2 separate regions of the Mus musculus genome follow, and region 2 is linked to region 1. Evidence: chromatin contacts called from public Hi-C data. All regions are on one chromosome and are shown on one strand. Each heading gives the region's core, a stretch centred on a gene start, on an enhancer-like site or on the middle of the called end of the contact. The rest is flanking DNA. Distances are from core to core; before and after follow the strand shown.

What was found. A called contact is a pair of places that touch in the nucleus more often than the background predicts.
Region 2: a contact with region 1 is called in a Hi-C map of bone marrow-derived macrophages, with 27 read pairs. The contact joins two enhancer-like sites. A contact is called at or near these places in 2 of 15 datasets of contacts at CTCF or cohesin (both in the NIH/3T3 cell line), 4 of 484 Hi-C or Micro-C datasets (bone marrow-derived macrophages, large pre-B cells, megakaryocyte progenitors and 1 more) and 7 of 115 datasets of contacts at active chromatin or transcription factors (bone marrow-derived dendritic cells, embryonic stem cells, intestinal crypt epithelium and 2 more).

What each region holds. Positions count from the first base shown.
Region 1 is chr16:24,013,510-24,020,965 of GRCm38.p6, forward strand. No RefSeq gene overlaps it. Among named protein-coding and RNA genes, the nearest start is that of Bcl6, 28 kb to the left of the region's middle. Within about 2 kb of position 3,417, at least 28 of the 459 cell types and tissues checked have an H3K27ac peak or open chromatin away from gene starts, as enhancers often do. A contact at or near this core is called in bone marrow-derived macrophages, where this site is marked.
Region 2 is chr16:24,309,907-24,317,362 of GRCm38.p6, forward strand. No RefSeq gene overlaps it. Among named protein-coding and RNA genes, the nearest start is that of Gm38456, 17 kb to the left of the region's middle. Within about 2 kb of position 2,940, at least 51 of the 459 cell types and tissues checked have an H3K27ac peak or open chromatin away from gene starts, as enhancers often do. A contact at or near this core is called in bone marrow-derived macrophages, where this site is marked.

The DNA.
Region 1 (7,456 bases), core at 2,167-4,666:
TTTTGCCACAATGCTGCCATCTATATTTAATTGAATTGTATGGCTCAGAATCCTGGAATATAGGAGTCATCAGTACTAAGATTCAACTAGTCACATATTACATTAGTATCTCCCTCTTCTCCGACAGAACTTCACAGCTAATTTTTTTTTTAAATCTCAATATAAGTCAAACACTCCAACTTCCAGAGTTGACTCTGTAAGCGTGCATATAACTAGAGAATCATAAAAATTGCTGGGTGCAGAGGGAAGCGAGACATCAGTCTAATTTGAATCTCTAACACATCACATCTACTAAAGCCTCCATTTTGGGGGGTATCTCTTAAGAAGAGAATAGTATGCATCTCAAGTTGACTCTTTCTATGTTTTGGCCAAGCTTAGAAGTTGAACAGTTTAACTGGGCTAGAGAGATGGCTCGGCCATTAAAGACTAGGCTCACGGCCAAAGAACTTATTTCACAGCTATTTGAACTTATTTACTGACTCGGTTATTAGAAGAGATATTATCATGGCTCAGTATCAGTTAGCAGTCATACTTGGAGCTTTATGGGACTTCAATGAAGGAAAGTAAGACCTGGGATTGGGCTCCAGCTCCCTTCCAAAAATACATCTACAGTCAGATCAAAAAGGAGTGATTGTATATGAAACATAGTACGTGCCTATTATCAGGGCTAGCAACAATACACGCATCACACTAAGGTATTAATAATGATGAACACTTTTGTGAAAACTACAGTCTGCCACAGGGAAGAAGAGCACGATCGACTCACTTTTAACATTTAAAGAGCTGTGTGACTGTAAGACTAATACTGCACCTTTTTGGACACACTAGGACACGCTGTGGATAATCAACATTTCCACTACTTTAGGTCATCTTTCTAATAGCTATTTCCCCCTTCTCTAATCTCAAACCTATGTCTGAAAGTCTGAATGCATAGAATTCTGTTACAGTTTTAGAGGAAAGTTCCCAGTAGAAAGTTGATCTGAGGTCAGAAAGACAAGCAGCCAATTTAAGTTCACACAGCCCGTTGAGATAACGCCAAAAGTGAGCATATCTTGCCACCCTACAGGGTTCCTACGGGGTAACATACACAATGTGTGCCATGCCATAAGTAACACATCTATGTGTGAGGCTGTTATGGCCTTACTGATAATGTACTTTGATGGAGAAACTAGAGAAAGTTTCACAGCCATAAATAAACAAGCCAGCCTCCTTTGGTTCTCAAGGTGGCAGCCTTATAAAACAATATCAGTATAAAAATAAATAAGAGTATCACGAACACAGACTCACATATCTGCATTCACGCATATCAGGTTATCACCATAATATGAGACCTGCATTGACTCTGTTCCGGGTGCTTTTCATCTGTGATCGGCTCTCAGTTATCCAACACTTCACAGGCTTGCTGTTGGTGGTTCTTTTTAGGGGAACAAGCTGAAGCCCATCAGGCACATAGCCAAGGTGTCAGGGCTAAGGTTTGGGCCATTCGATTTTGGCCATGGTTGCTACTGTCTTTAAATTATCTCCAACTCATTTGGGGCCTCACACAACAATAAACGCTAGTATGGCTTCTGCTGGTGTAGCATAAACTTGAGTTGTTTTTGCTTTAAATTAAATTCCCATAAAATTAGCCTGGTTATCTCCTCTGCCAGTTTAAGAACCATCTCTCAATATTAATTGCTATGGTTCTTGTATTTAAGGCACTGTATAGAAAATATGGCAAATTAAAGCTTTTAATAGCAAGAAGAACTGTATAATAAATAATAAGATAATAAATACATGAAATTTTGAAAATACTTTTTTTACCATTTGTAACTTAAAAAATTTTCACGTTAAAATATGTTTATACTAAAATCATCTTTTTAATAGATTTAAAATCAGAATATTTTGCATTAAAGTTAGGTCTAGCATTTTGCTATAAATTACTTGCATAAAATTATTATTTTTACAGTGTATATACATTTTAATATTAGATGATTTTTATTAAAATATTTACTTTTGAGGTAAGAATAATATTTTCATGTGCCACAAGTAGGTCATGGGTTCTGATAAATTTGCTGGTAAGTAAAAACAAATATGACTTTGTGACCTTAGAAGAATAATTTTCCTGCAGCCCTTAGAGTTGAGGGTGAAATTCATAGACACAGAGCACAGTGTGTGGTCTCCTTGATGCTCGGCTGTAGAGAACAATGATAAACGGCAGCTCCGGGGAATCTCTCTCTCTCTCTGGGTGATGGGCAACTGTCATCTTGGCACTAAGGTTGTTAGAAAGTGCACGATAAATGATACTGTGCGCCCGATTTCAGAACTGTGTGAGATGTAAACACAGTCTCTTCCTTCTGAACATCACTGGATGCTTCAGTTTGGATTTACAGAGTCATTGTTGAAAGCCCCATAAAAGTAGCCAGCCGGTACTGACCATTTACTATAAGCCAGCCACTGGTCTAGGGACGTCACAGGCAGTAGCTCCTTGTTCTTCACAATTCCGCGACAGTAAAATGTGATTGCCTCCACTTTGCCCAGAGCCCACATCTATGCTGCTGCTGCTGCTGCTGCTGCTGCTTCGGGGAAGCTTCATTTAGAGTGGCAGCTCTCAACCTCTGGGTTGAGACCCCAAAGGGTGGCATAGCAGATATTCTGCATATTCTTCATTATGATTCATAACAGTAGCAAAATTACAGTTATGAAGTAGCAAGGAAAATGATTTTACGTTGGGGGAGACACCACAACAAAAAGGGACTCAGCATTAGAAAGATCAAGAACCACTGACTTAGAGGCAGACAAAGTGAGTCTAGGTCTGAGGGGATCCTAACGTTTTGTTTCACTGCCTCTCCAGCTCCTGGCAGGCTGACAGGGTCCAAGCCACCACAAGCAGCAAGAAACAAGAACGTAGTCCCTGGTGTGGTAAGGGCCTCTGTGGATTTGTGGTTTAGGTCTCCTTGGTGCCACCATCTTTTCCAGAGAGAGCTTCCCATTTTGATGGGTGAGTCATCTGGCTATTCTCTGTGATCTTCGGCTCGGTTGGTTTCCTCTCTGAAGGGACGCTTATTCATGCTCAGCATGGGACTTACCTTACTGGTCACCTCTAATGTTCTGTTGGTCATTCCCTGAGTGCAAACTATTGTTATTCTTTTAGCAACATCTTCTTCCCTAGACTCGAAAAAAAGCCAGTAAATACCATCTTATCAAAGAACAGAGCAAATATCTGCTTTATTCTCTATTCCTATGCCATCTGTCCAGGACACAGCAGCCTGCTTATAAATGCTGGGAGAAAGAGTGAGGGCTAGCCAGGCGCAGCACGCAGCCTCTAATTCCTTCAGGCTATGCTCACTGTGCAGCCACTACCTAGAAAGAACTTGAAGCTCTACGTGGAGCAGAGACAGGCACATATCCGAAGACTGGCAGGTTCCTCCCCATCTACTTCTTCCTTCCTTGTTTGATTGACGAGCATTTGTGGGTGCTTCCTACCCCACCCATGTACAGTGTCTGGAGGCATGGGTGAGAAAACAAGTGAGATAACCCCTGGCTTCCAATTTGACTTCCCTGCTTAACAGTTATGAACACAGACACCTTTTTAACCTATCCAATCCTCTGTGTTCTCAACTGCTAAGTGAGGGATTAACATTATTGGGTAGCAGTAAAGGATGAAAGGACACCAAAGGTGTGAAGTGGAAGTGTTCTCCTCTCTCTCTCTCCCTTCCTCCCACTCTCTCTCTCTCTCTCTCTCTCTCTCTCTCTCTCTCCCTTCCTCCCACCCTTGCTCGCTCTCTCTCCCCCCCCCCCCCCAGGGTCAACTGTTGTCTCTTAGCATTTGCTTGGCAACAAAAACAAAGACAAACTGTTGACCTCAGAGGACTTGCATCCATGGAAAGAAAACAACCAGGATATGGGATACAAATAAAACAACCAGAGATATTCAGATTGAGTTTGAAAAGACAGCAGGAGGAATTAGGGGAGGGGATCTTTTCTTTTCTTTTCTTTTCTTTTCTTTTCTTTTCTTTTCTTTTCTTTTCTTTTCTTTTGTTTTCTTTCCCTTCCCTTCCCTTCCCTTCCCTTCCCTTCCCTTCCCTTCCCTTCCCTTCCCTTCCCTTCCCTTTCCTTTTCTTTTTATTGGATATTTCTTTATTTACATTTCAAATGTTATCCCCTTTCCTGGTTTCCTCTCTGAAAAACACCCTCCCCCTGCTCACCAACCCACCCACTCCCACTTCCTGGCCTCAGCATTCCCCCACACTGGGGCATTCAGCCTTCATAGGACATTGATGACCAACTAGGCCATCCTCTGCTGCATATGCAGCTGGAGCCATGAGTCCCACCATGCGTGCTCTGTGGTTGGTGGTTTAGTCCCTGGGAGCTCTGGGGTTACTGGCTACTTCATATTGTTGTTCCTCCTATGGGGCTGCAAACTCCTTCATCTCCTTGGGTTCTTTTCTCTAGCTCCTTCATTGGGGATCCTGTGCTCAGCTCAATGGGTGGCTGTGAGCATCTGCCTCTGTATTTGTCAGGCACTGGTAGAGCCTCTCAGGAGACAGCTATATCAGGCTCCTGTCAGAAAGCACTTGTTGACATCCACAACAATGTCTGGTTTTGGTGGTTGTATATGGGATGGATCCCCAGGTGAGTCAGTCTCTAAATGGTCATTTCTTTAGTTTCTACTCCACACTTTGTCTCTGTAACTCCTGCCATGGGTGTTTTGTTCCCCCCTTTTAAGATGGATAGAAGTATTCACGCTACGGTCTTCCTTCTTCTTGAGTTTCATGTGGTTTGTGAATTGTATCTTGGGTTTTCTGAGCTTCAGGACTAATATCCACTTATCAGTGAGTGCATATCATGTGAGTTCTTTTGTGATTGGGTTACCTCACTCAGGATGATATCCTCCAGATCCATCCATTTGTCTAAGAATTTCATAAATTCATTGTTTTTACTAGCTGAGGAGTACTCCATTCTGTAAATGTACCACATTTTCTGTATCCATTCCTCTGTTGAGGGACATCTGGGTTCTTTTCAGCTTCTGGCTATTATAAATAAGGCTGCTATGAACATAGTGGAGCAGGTGTCCTTATTACATATTGGACCATCTTCTGCACATATGCCCAGGAGTGGTATTGCTGGGACCTCAGATAGTACTATGTCCAATTTTCTGAGAACTCAAGAAGTTAGACTCCAGAGAAACAAATTACCCTATTAAAAATGGGGTACAGAGCTAAACAAAAAATTCTCAACTGAGGAATACTGACTGGCTAAGAAGCACCTAAAAAAAATGTTCAACATCCTTGGTCATCGGGGGAATCTTTTCTTGGGGAAGATTAAGAGGATCAATCTGGACAGGAAGGCAGGTCAGGGAGAGACATCCCTAAAGTAGATTTAAAAAATGTGCAATTAATACATAGGCATGAAGGAGATGGACTGAGACAGCCCTGGGTAAAATCCTTGACTACACTGTGGGAGATGCTTTTGAGATCTGGAGACTCTGCTCTGCATACTCCAGGGGTATTTCTATGCATTTACCTGATTTTTTTTCATTTGTTTGTGTTCTTAGCAACTGTGGGTGGCGTGACATCTGTACTCTCACCTCTTGGAAGTTTTAAAGTATATTTTTATGTTTTATTCATATGTGTCTGTATAAGTGAATACTGCTGCTTCCCATGAAGGCTTGAGGAAGCTATCTGATCTTCCGGAACTGAAGTTACAGCTGGTTGTGAGCGGCCAAAGATGGAGCTGGGAATCAAAGTCATGTCCTCTGGAAGAGCAGTGAGCGCTCTGGTGTTTCTCCGCATACATCTTAGATTTTCAGTAATACATAGCCTTTCCTGCTTAGAAAATTCGATCCCTCCCAATGTGCTTTTCCATTCATGTGTTGCTTTGGTGACATCATAGTCATTGATGTCACCAAATTATGTTATCACTCATAGCTTTCTGGTAGAGCTCTCTGGTAGAGGTGAGGACAATTTAGCAATGAAGAAGCACAGAAGGAGTTAAGATAACTTGTCTGAGGCCACAGCAGCCATGCGGCTCATCTAAGATGTGAACTTCATTGTTTCTGGTTTCAGGGGTCTTTTCTGGAGTGGGACTTTGGGGTGCAGACATGCTAGTGTTACAGAGGCCGCATAGCCTGAGTGGCAGTGGAGAAATTTGGGCAGCAGGTCCAGCTGCGACCTACGGTACTTAAGTACTATGAAAATGAAATCAGCTGTAGATATTTTCTTGCTTCTTGGCGTAACCTATTGGTTACCTTTCTTCTGGCTGCATCCCAGCTTCTTTAAAGGACATCAAACGAAATTGTTATTGACCAGACTCTGGAGTTATTTATAGTGGCCATTTCATCTCTCTGTTTTACTTCTGCATGAAAGAGCTGTGTTCTTAATCTGAACCTTTGGGAATCAAAAACCAAATTTGCTTTATTTAGATTTCAGGACATTGGATTTGTTTGTTTGTTTGTTGTTTCATTTTTTGCCCTGTTTTGTTTTTTTTGGTGAGGAGCTCAAAGTTCCACTGAGGGCCAAAGTACTCTGTGCTCAAAGTCTTGGCAATTAAGAGAACTTACCTCTTTTTTATTCCAAACCTTCCTCCATGTTCCTCGAAACTGAACATTCTTTTTTATTTCTTCCCATAGCAAATATATGCAATAGCAGTTTAATTAAGAACAAATTTTCGAAGCAGGCAGTGGTGGTGCACATCTTTAATCTTGGGAGGCAGAGGCAGGTGGGGCTCTGTGAATTTGAGGCCAGCCTGATCTACAGAGCAAGTTTGAGGACAGCCAGAGCTGCACACAGAGAAATCCTGTCTCAATAAACCAGCAAGCAAAAAGAGCCAATTTTCTAGCATATTCCATAGGAAATTTACTTAAATGTAAATTATTTATGTTCAATAACCTGAATATACTCATCTAACAGTTTGTCTAGACCTCTGAGTTTCAGTTTCTATGTTGTCTAAACCTCTCACATTTGTCCTTGTGCACAGAAAGTGATGGGTTGTTTTATTAAATGACTTGTTAGTAATCATTCACATGTCTTTCTGTGAAGGGCATATCTATCATATATGTATGTGTGTGTGTATATATATATATATATATATATATATATATATGCATATATATGTAGCTTAAATATTCACAATCCTGACTTCTAGCCACCCTTTCCTAATACACACAGATACACACAGTCATATATACACATGCAGACAGAGATACACATGTAGATACACACAGACACACATACACATAGATACATACACTCACACATACATACACACACAGACACACACACATACATGCAGACAAATGCACACAAAGGCACACATACAAACAGATGCAAACATACACAGACACACACATACATATCCAGACACATGTGAACACAGACATACACATATACACACAGACACATCCAAATACACACACACACACACACACACACACACACACACACACACACACACACACACACACACACACACACAC
Region 2 (7,456 bases), core at 1,690-4,189, 300 kb after region 1:
TGATGGGTGTGTTTTAGGGGAATATTTCAGGCAAGGGCTTAGGGCAGGATCTTACCTGGTTATCCCTGGTACCATCAGTCCTCTGTGAATGGAAGCAGAGTTGTGGAGCAGAAAATGGAGCACAGGGTTTGGGGTTGCTGTTGTGTGTTGTGTGTGCTGTCAGGCAAGTTTATGGGCAGGGGCTTGGAAGGGGTCTTGCCTAATGTTTCTGATTTGGGGCTTGCCTCTGGGAAAGCTGGCAGATTAGTGAGGTGAAAAATGGGGCATAGGGTGTGAGATGCAGTTTACAGCTGTTGAGAGCTTTCAGAGGAGTTGGCTGCAGTGGCTTTAGGAGGCTAAGGATTACCCGGTATCTCTGGTGCCACTATGTTTCCAGGAAAGCAGGCAGAGTTGGTTTGGGGAAATCAGGTGCAGGGAGTGGGGTACAGTTTACTCATTGGGGGTGCTTTCAGGGGAGTTCCAGTATAAATGTTTACATTTGTTGAGACATACTTTATGTCATGCTATATGGTCTATTTTAGAGGATCAATGAACTGCTGAGGATATATATTTCATTTCTATAGTATAGTTTAACAACAAAGTTTCTTTGTTGCCCTTCCATTGAATGACTTATTTAAAGATGAGACTGGGGTATTGAAGCCAACTACTCCTTCTGAATTAGAACCCAACAGACCTTTTATGTCCACGGGAGTTTGCTTCTTATAAAATTGAGTCTCTCCACTTACGTTGCATATATATTTATAACTGTTAAGTAACCTAAGTGGATCATTCTAACAGTACGTAATGGCCTTCTGTATCTGTTCTGACTAATTTTGGTTTAAAGTCTACATTATTGGGCACTAGAATAGCTACGGCACCATGTTTCTAGATGGATTTTGCTTGATAAATTGATTTCTACCCTTTGACTCTCAATCTTTGTCTTTGTCAGTGAGATTTGATTAGAGACAATTACATCCAGGCTCTTTATCCAGTCAGCCAGTCTGTGTCTCTTTATTGGTGGTTTGGGGATGTTTATACTTAAGATTCTTATTGAGAGCTGTTGACTAAACCCTGCGATCCTGTTGGCTGTTTACTTGCAGCTAGGTTACTGTTGGTTCTTCCCTTTCCCCTCCTTAGCATGAGGGGTTTCTCACTTACTGTTTGGACATAGCTCCCTCGTGTTCTTCTATCCTTTCCCCAAAATGTATTCTTTCCTTTGTTCTCATTACTAAACTTGATTCTTTTCTCTTCCTGTGTATAGCATTCCCTTAAGTACCTTCTGCAGTCAAGTTTGCTGGTCATGAACTGCCTTAGTTTGTGCTTATCTCAAAATGCACCTATTTCTTGGTCAATTTTAAATGATAGCTTTGCTGGATTTAGTAATTTGGGTTAGCAGTGATTTACTTTCAAGACTTAAAATATATTGGTCTTTTTTTTTGGCTTTTGGAGTTGCTTGCGATAGAGATGATAATATTCGGCTGTGTTTGTCTTTGTAGGTGAGTTGGAATTTTTCCTGCACAGCTTTTTAATAATTATTTACTTTGTAGTCTTCACATCTTAGAATGTTCTGGAAAGGGGTTCATCAAGTCTATTTGGGGCTGTAATTGCCTCTTGTGTTTGGACATTCATTTCTCTGGACTAAGGGAAAATTTTGCTATAATTTCATCAAATAGTTTCTCTACTCTTTATTTTCTGCATGTTTCTTTTTTCTAGCCCCAGGATTCTTATGTCTGGTCTCTTGGGTCTATCTCAGAATTCTTGAATGTTGTGCCCAAGCCCATTGGTTTTTTACCTGATGTCCCAGGGAAGCATGTCTTACATCTTATTCTCCATCTGCAACATTCTTTTTTCCTTCCTGGTTGGCTTCATTGGTCACGATTCCCCCTGTACTTTTTCATTTACTCATTTGAGTATTTTGTTTTTTTCATTTCCAGCATTTCTGTTTGCTTCATTTTTCAAAATCTCAGTTTCCCTCTGAACATTCCTTATCTTCTCATTCATTTTGCTGACTTCCATTTTATGTTGCTGACGTTCAAATTGGGTCCTGGCTTCAATTTATTTGCTTGTTCATATCCTCCTTAAGGTAATTCATCGTGTTTACTAGTAAACTTTTGAAATCTTCATGCAGTGTTTCACCTGTTTTAACATCGTTTAACTCAACAGTTAAAGACTTGTGACCTTATTGGATGGATCACAGGGCTCCCAATGGAGGAGCTAGAGAAAGTACCCAAGGAGCTAAAGGGATCTGCAACCCTATAGGTGGAACATTATGAACTAACCAGTACCCCGGAGCTCTTGTCTCTAGCTGCATATGTATCAAAAGATGGCCTAGTCGGCCATCACTGGAAAGAGAGGCCCATTGGACACGCAAACTGTATATGCCCCAGTACAGGGGAATGCCAGGGCCAAAAAAATGGGAATGGGTGGGTAGGGAAGTGGGGGGGAGGGTATGGGGGACTTTTGGGATAGCATTGGAAATGTAATTGAGGAAAATATGTAATAAAAAATATTAAAAAAAAAACCTCAGAAGCAAAAAAGTCCCAATGCAAAAATAAAGTGATTATAATAGTCTATTTTAAAAGTGAAAAAAAAAAAAAAGACTTGTGACCTGGTAGAGGATTAGTGCCACCTTGCCATTTGCTAACTCTTGTACTTCTGTGATGTGATCTTTGCATTTGTTGGACATCTCAACTAGTTGGATTTGGAGATTTTCTTATTGAGGAACCTACTCTTGAGGGCTCACTCTCCAGCACCAGTCAGTGTGAGGAAAGCAAACTGTTAGAATAGCATCACAATCAAATGGTACAAGAAATAGGAATATACTTAATTAATTAATGTTCATTGACCTCACCAAGAACCATAGGTCAGACAATGGAACCACTAACGTAGATAGTGTGCTAGCCCTTCTCAGGAGCCATAGGGATGGAGCGTTGGCTGATGAGGTCATTCTTTGGCTCTGCACTCTTGGGGTATCACATCACTACTCTGGAACTCTTCCGGAGCACTTCCTCTTTCTCCTTTTGAAATATAGTGTATTTTTTTCATGTTTTGGTTTTTCCTCGCTAGGTTACATGGAGGCACTGCCTAGTCTACTATCTTCCCCGGAAGCCTTCTACATCCATTTTCATAAGACTCCCTTAACAGCCTTTAGAAGCATGATAGACAGAGCTTTATGAGTCCCTGTTCATAAAAATGCCCCCCAGATAAAGTAACTGAGGCTTTTAGACAGGGGACAACCTGGCCCCTAATCCTGATCTCAGTGGAGAGCTAGAACAATCAGAACCTATTCTGCCTCACTGGTGGCCAACATTCTCTTGGCCCATGGTCAGCCCTGATCCACCACTAGCACCAGTGAACGATGAGACACCAGGGCCTTTTTGTGAGTGAATAGGGGGCTGAGCTGTGAAATTATGACCTCATGCCCAGCATTCAGTAAAGCTACTTCTTTTTTTTTTTTTTTTTTTTAGCTACTTCTTTTTGAAACCTCTGCTATTAGTAAAACTGATTGAAGGTGACGCTGTAAAAAAAAAAATACACACCAGTAATTAAATAACAAATAAACACAACAGCTGTCATACACACTAATAGTTCACACATACTGGTTTTACTTCATCCATGGTGCTAAAACAGTGGGCATGAGACCACATGTATGCCTTCACCCTTTTCTGTTGAGCTTGTATTCAAATAGGGAAAATACAGTCTTGCAGACAAATAACTGCTCACATACAACAACAACAGCTGAAGTACAGATAGGTACAAAGTGCTCTGGAAGCCCAGAGGAGGATATGAATAAGCCTCCTTACCTCGTGATCAAGTCTGCTGCCCTCTGGGCTGGGAGCTTCCCAAGGGTAGCAGGGACTGGCATGACTCATCATGATCAAACATAACACAAGGCACATCTGAGATCACCTGCTAACGCTCACTGAATAAACTCTCCGGGAGGGGGCCAGAAAGCACCTGCAGTGCAGCTACCCTGGGCCACATCACTTCATGACCCCCTCCCGGAGAGTTTATTCAGCCAGCATTAGCAGGTGATCTCCGATGTTCCTTGCTTACTGGACTGAGTTAGCAGATCTCCTCAAGTCCACCGTCCTGTGACAAGGACCCCAGCCATCAAGGCTTTAGTTTGAGATCAGAATCAACTGGCCTGGAGGCCTCTCTCACCTGCCACAGTTATCTTGAAAGGCAGAGTGAGATCAAGGCTCTGAGATCCATGGTCACAGCAGGCCAGCTGGCAGGCCAGCTCATCCATCAGGACTCCAGCACCTCACCTTGAACAAGGAAGATAAGAGAATAAAATAACACCTGACACAGCCTTATCATCTGATAATACAACTTCAGTTTTTCCATTAAAGTAACTGAGAGCCTTAGTCCTGCACTTCGTCTGATAAAGAGATCACAGGAAACAAAGCTATTAATTTTTATCTCTGCTCTGCAATAGCAGATTTGAGTGAATTCAATATATCCAACGGGGGAAGTACTTTTTCTAACACTACAACTCGATTAACTTGGGTTTTTTTTCCTGCTTGCTTGTATTTTTCATAATTTTTTTTTTTTGCTCAAAATCTCTAATTGCAGATGTATTAAATGCAGTGGATCTGATGTATTAAATGCAGTGGATCTGACTGTGCTATCACCAGCACACACACACACACACACACACACACACACACACACACATATAATATTTCTGTTCTCCATGCTCTAACCCTGTACTGGTGTACTGGGGAGTGTTATATGGTACAATATAAGGAACTTGAAAGGTTACTTACTTCAGTAATTAACTGAATTAACACTAATCAGAGCTCAGTAGTTCCACCTTTACAATGAGGAGCCGGACTGGTGTTCAATATAATCACACAGCCTCTATGCCTTAGGACCCCGGGACTGAGTAGGTCAATGAGTAGGTCAGGTGAGATAAGAAGGAAAGTCTCTCACAGGAACTGAAAGATAGCAATAGAATCAAACAACCCTGGAGCCTTAGGGTCTGAATGCTGGCCTTTCCTGCCAGACGAGAGGTATAGAAGACCACGTGAATCTATGACTCCTAGGGCCCCGAAATCCCACACACCATGGCCCCGAACCAACTTCCATGCCATAGATTATCTCCTCCCTGGCTGCCCATACCTAGAACAGATCACAGCTCTATGACATGCCTAGGACATATATGCCTTTCTTTCTGTACCTCACTACTATTGATGTCATTGGCTTACTGAGGACAGGAGCTGAGTCTATCAAGGCCCAGACCTTGACCCTTAATAACTCCAGGAACAATAGTGCCACAGTTTATACCACTTAGCACTAAAGGGTGGTTCGGGGGATGAAAGAAGTGAGTGCTATTTGTTATGTCACTTAAAGGCCATGTATTAAAAGCTTGGTCCCCATGGTGGCATTATCAGGAAGCTGCAGATACTCAGGTGGGGGCACTTAAGGAAGAAATGTCCTTAGTGGCACTTTCTTTAGAAATATAATGGGACTACAGCTCTAGCCCTATAGATCTCCCTTCCTCCCTCCCCCTCTCTCCCTCCCTCTCTCTTCCTCTCTTCTCCCTTTCCCTCTCCCTCTTCCTCACTTCTCCCTCTGCCTCTGATAGAATAGCCAGAGCTTTGCTTTACCACAGGTTTCCACCATGATGTTCTGCCTTGCCAAGTGCCAGGGCCACAGGGCCAAGGGCTCACAAGCCTGAAGCCATGAACCAAATGAAATCTTTCCTCCACATGGTTGTTTATCCCCGATATTTTTGTCTCCAGGAGAGAAAGCTGATTGACACATTATGCTACAGTGGAACATTTAAGAAACGCGTCTGTGTGAGAAGTCCACATCTGTCAATACCAGGCCCCCAGTGGTTTCCAGCTGGGGAATGGCAGTGGACTACAGACCCTATGTGCACTCTCAACTGGCCTGTGGGTGCTGGGTGAGGAACAGAAGTGACAGAACAACAAACCTGGAAGGCTTCCTTTTGAGGATGAGCTGGCGATAAGAGAGGGTTCTTCTCAATCAGGAACTGTCAAGTTGTGTCACTCAAAAGTCTCCAGGCAAACCTAGGATTCTCATCCAGCTTGCCTCTGGCCTTACCTCTGGAAGATTCTAATTGTATACTTTAAATGCAAAACTTCTTGCGCAAATAAAGCTAGAGCTGACTTGGTTTTCTTGTAATCAATACACTATCTCAAAGGGAAACATCTCAAATAATCCAAGTGGAAATACCTAGGAGAGATTTACAGTGAAAGCACTACAGTGTTACAGAGACCTAGAGGTTTGGATGGTGGCTCAGCAGTTAAGAGCAGCTACTGCTATTAACAAGAGGACCCTGGTTCCATTCCCAGTTCCCACGGGGCAACTAACAGCCATCTGTAACACCAGTTCCAATAGATCTGATGCCCTCTTCTGGTCTCCTCAGGCACTGTATGCCCATGGTGCACAGTCATACATACAGGATAAACATGTACACACTGAACCATTTTATAAAAGAAGGGGAAGGGGATTCCAGGAACCTTGCTCATGCCTGTTTTTTCCATGCTGAGAGTGCCTGGAAGGAAGCTGCCTCTCTCTGCAGACAGATGATGGACTGATTAGAACTGCAGTGGTGGGGGAGCTTGCAATGCTGCAGGCTCAGAGCAACTTGCATTACCTTTGACTAACGTTAGCCATTCCCTCCCCACCTCTGAGTCAGAATGAACACCCTGTGACTAATAGATGAAAGCCTTTTAGAATCTATTAATTTATCATATCCACAGCTTCCACCAACCCAAAGGCTGAGGGTGGCATCCTATGGCATCAGAGGTCTGTAGAAGAGATTCCCTCATCTTCCTGTAACTGCCTCTCCGTTTTATTCAGAAATGTATTTTAAAACTGCCTTTCATTTATGGTTTTCTTTGTTCTGTTACTACAAAACTTCTTCCATGTCAGAACACTTTATTTGGGGAGGCCTAAATATACATTCCCTAGCCATTGGGGAGGCCTAGATATACGTTCCCTAGCCAGGATTTCTCACATTTGTTCCAGAATAAGCCATTTTTCCCCTTTAAGTTGAGAACTGTTTCTTTCAATGATGCTAAATAAAAAAAAAAAAAAAATAAGGTAGCATGGAGGTTCCTGACTGCCGTTGCAAAATGGGATAGTAACAGATTGCCTAGCCATGATCATGTGATCAAAAACATCAGCAGCATTCTTCAGAGGAAATGACCTCTCACTGGGCTGAACTTTTCAGCTAGAGTTTTGTCTTCTGCTTCCTTACATAAGAGACACTAAGTGGCCAAAAAGACCAGCTCTTCAGCAATGGGTTTTCAGTGAACATAGCATCCACACAACCATTTATTTTATTCGTATATGATAACAGCTAATGACATGCTTCCATTAAAAAAAATCATAAAGACATTGCTGAAGTAATATGAACTAAGATCATGTAATTTAACAAAAAATACAAATCTTTTTTTTAAAAAGTCAAAGGAATTGACTGTTATGCAAACATGCCTTG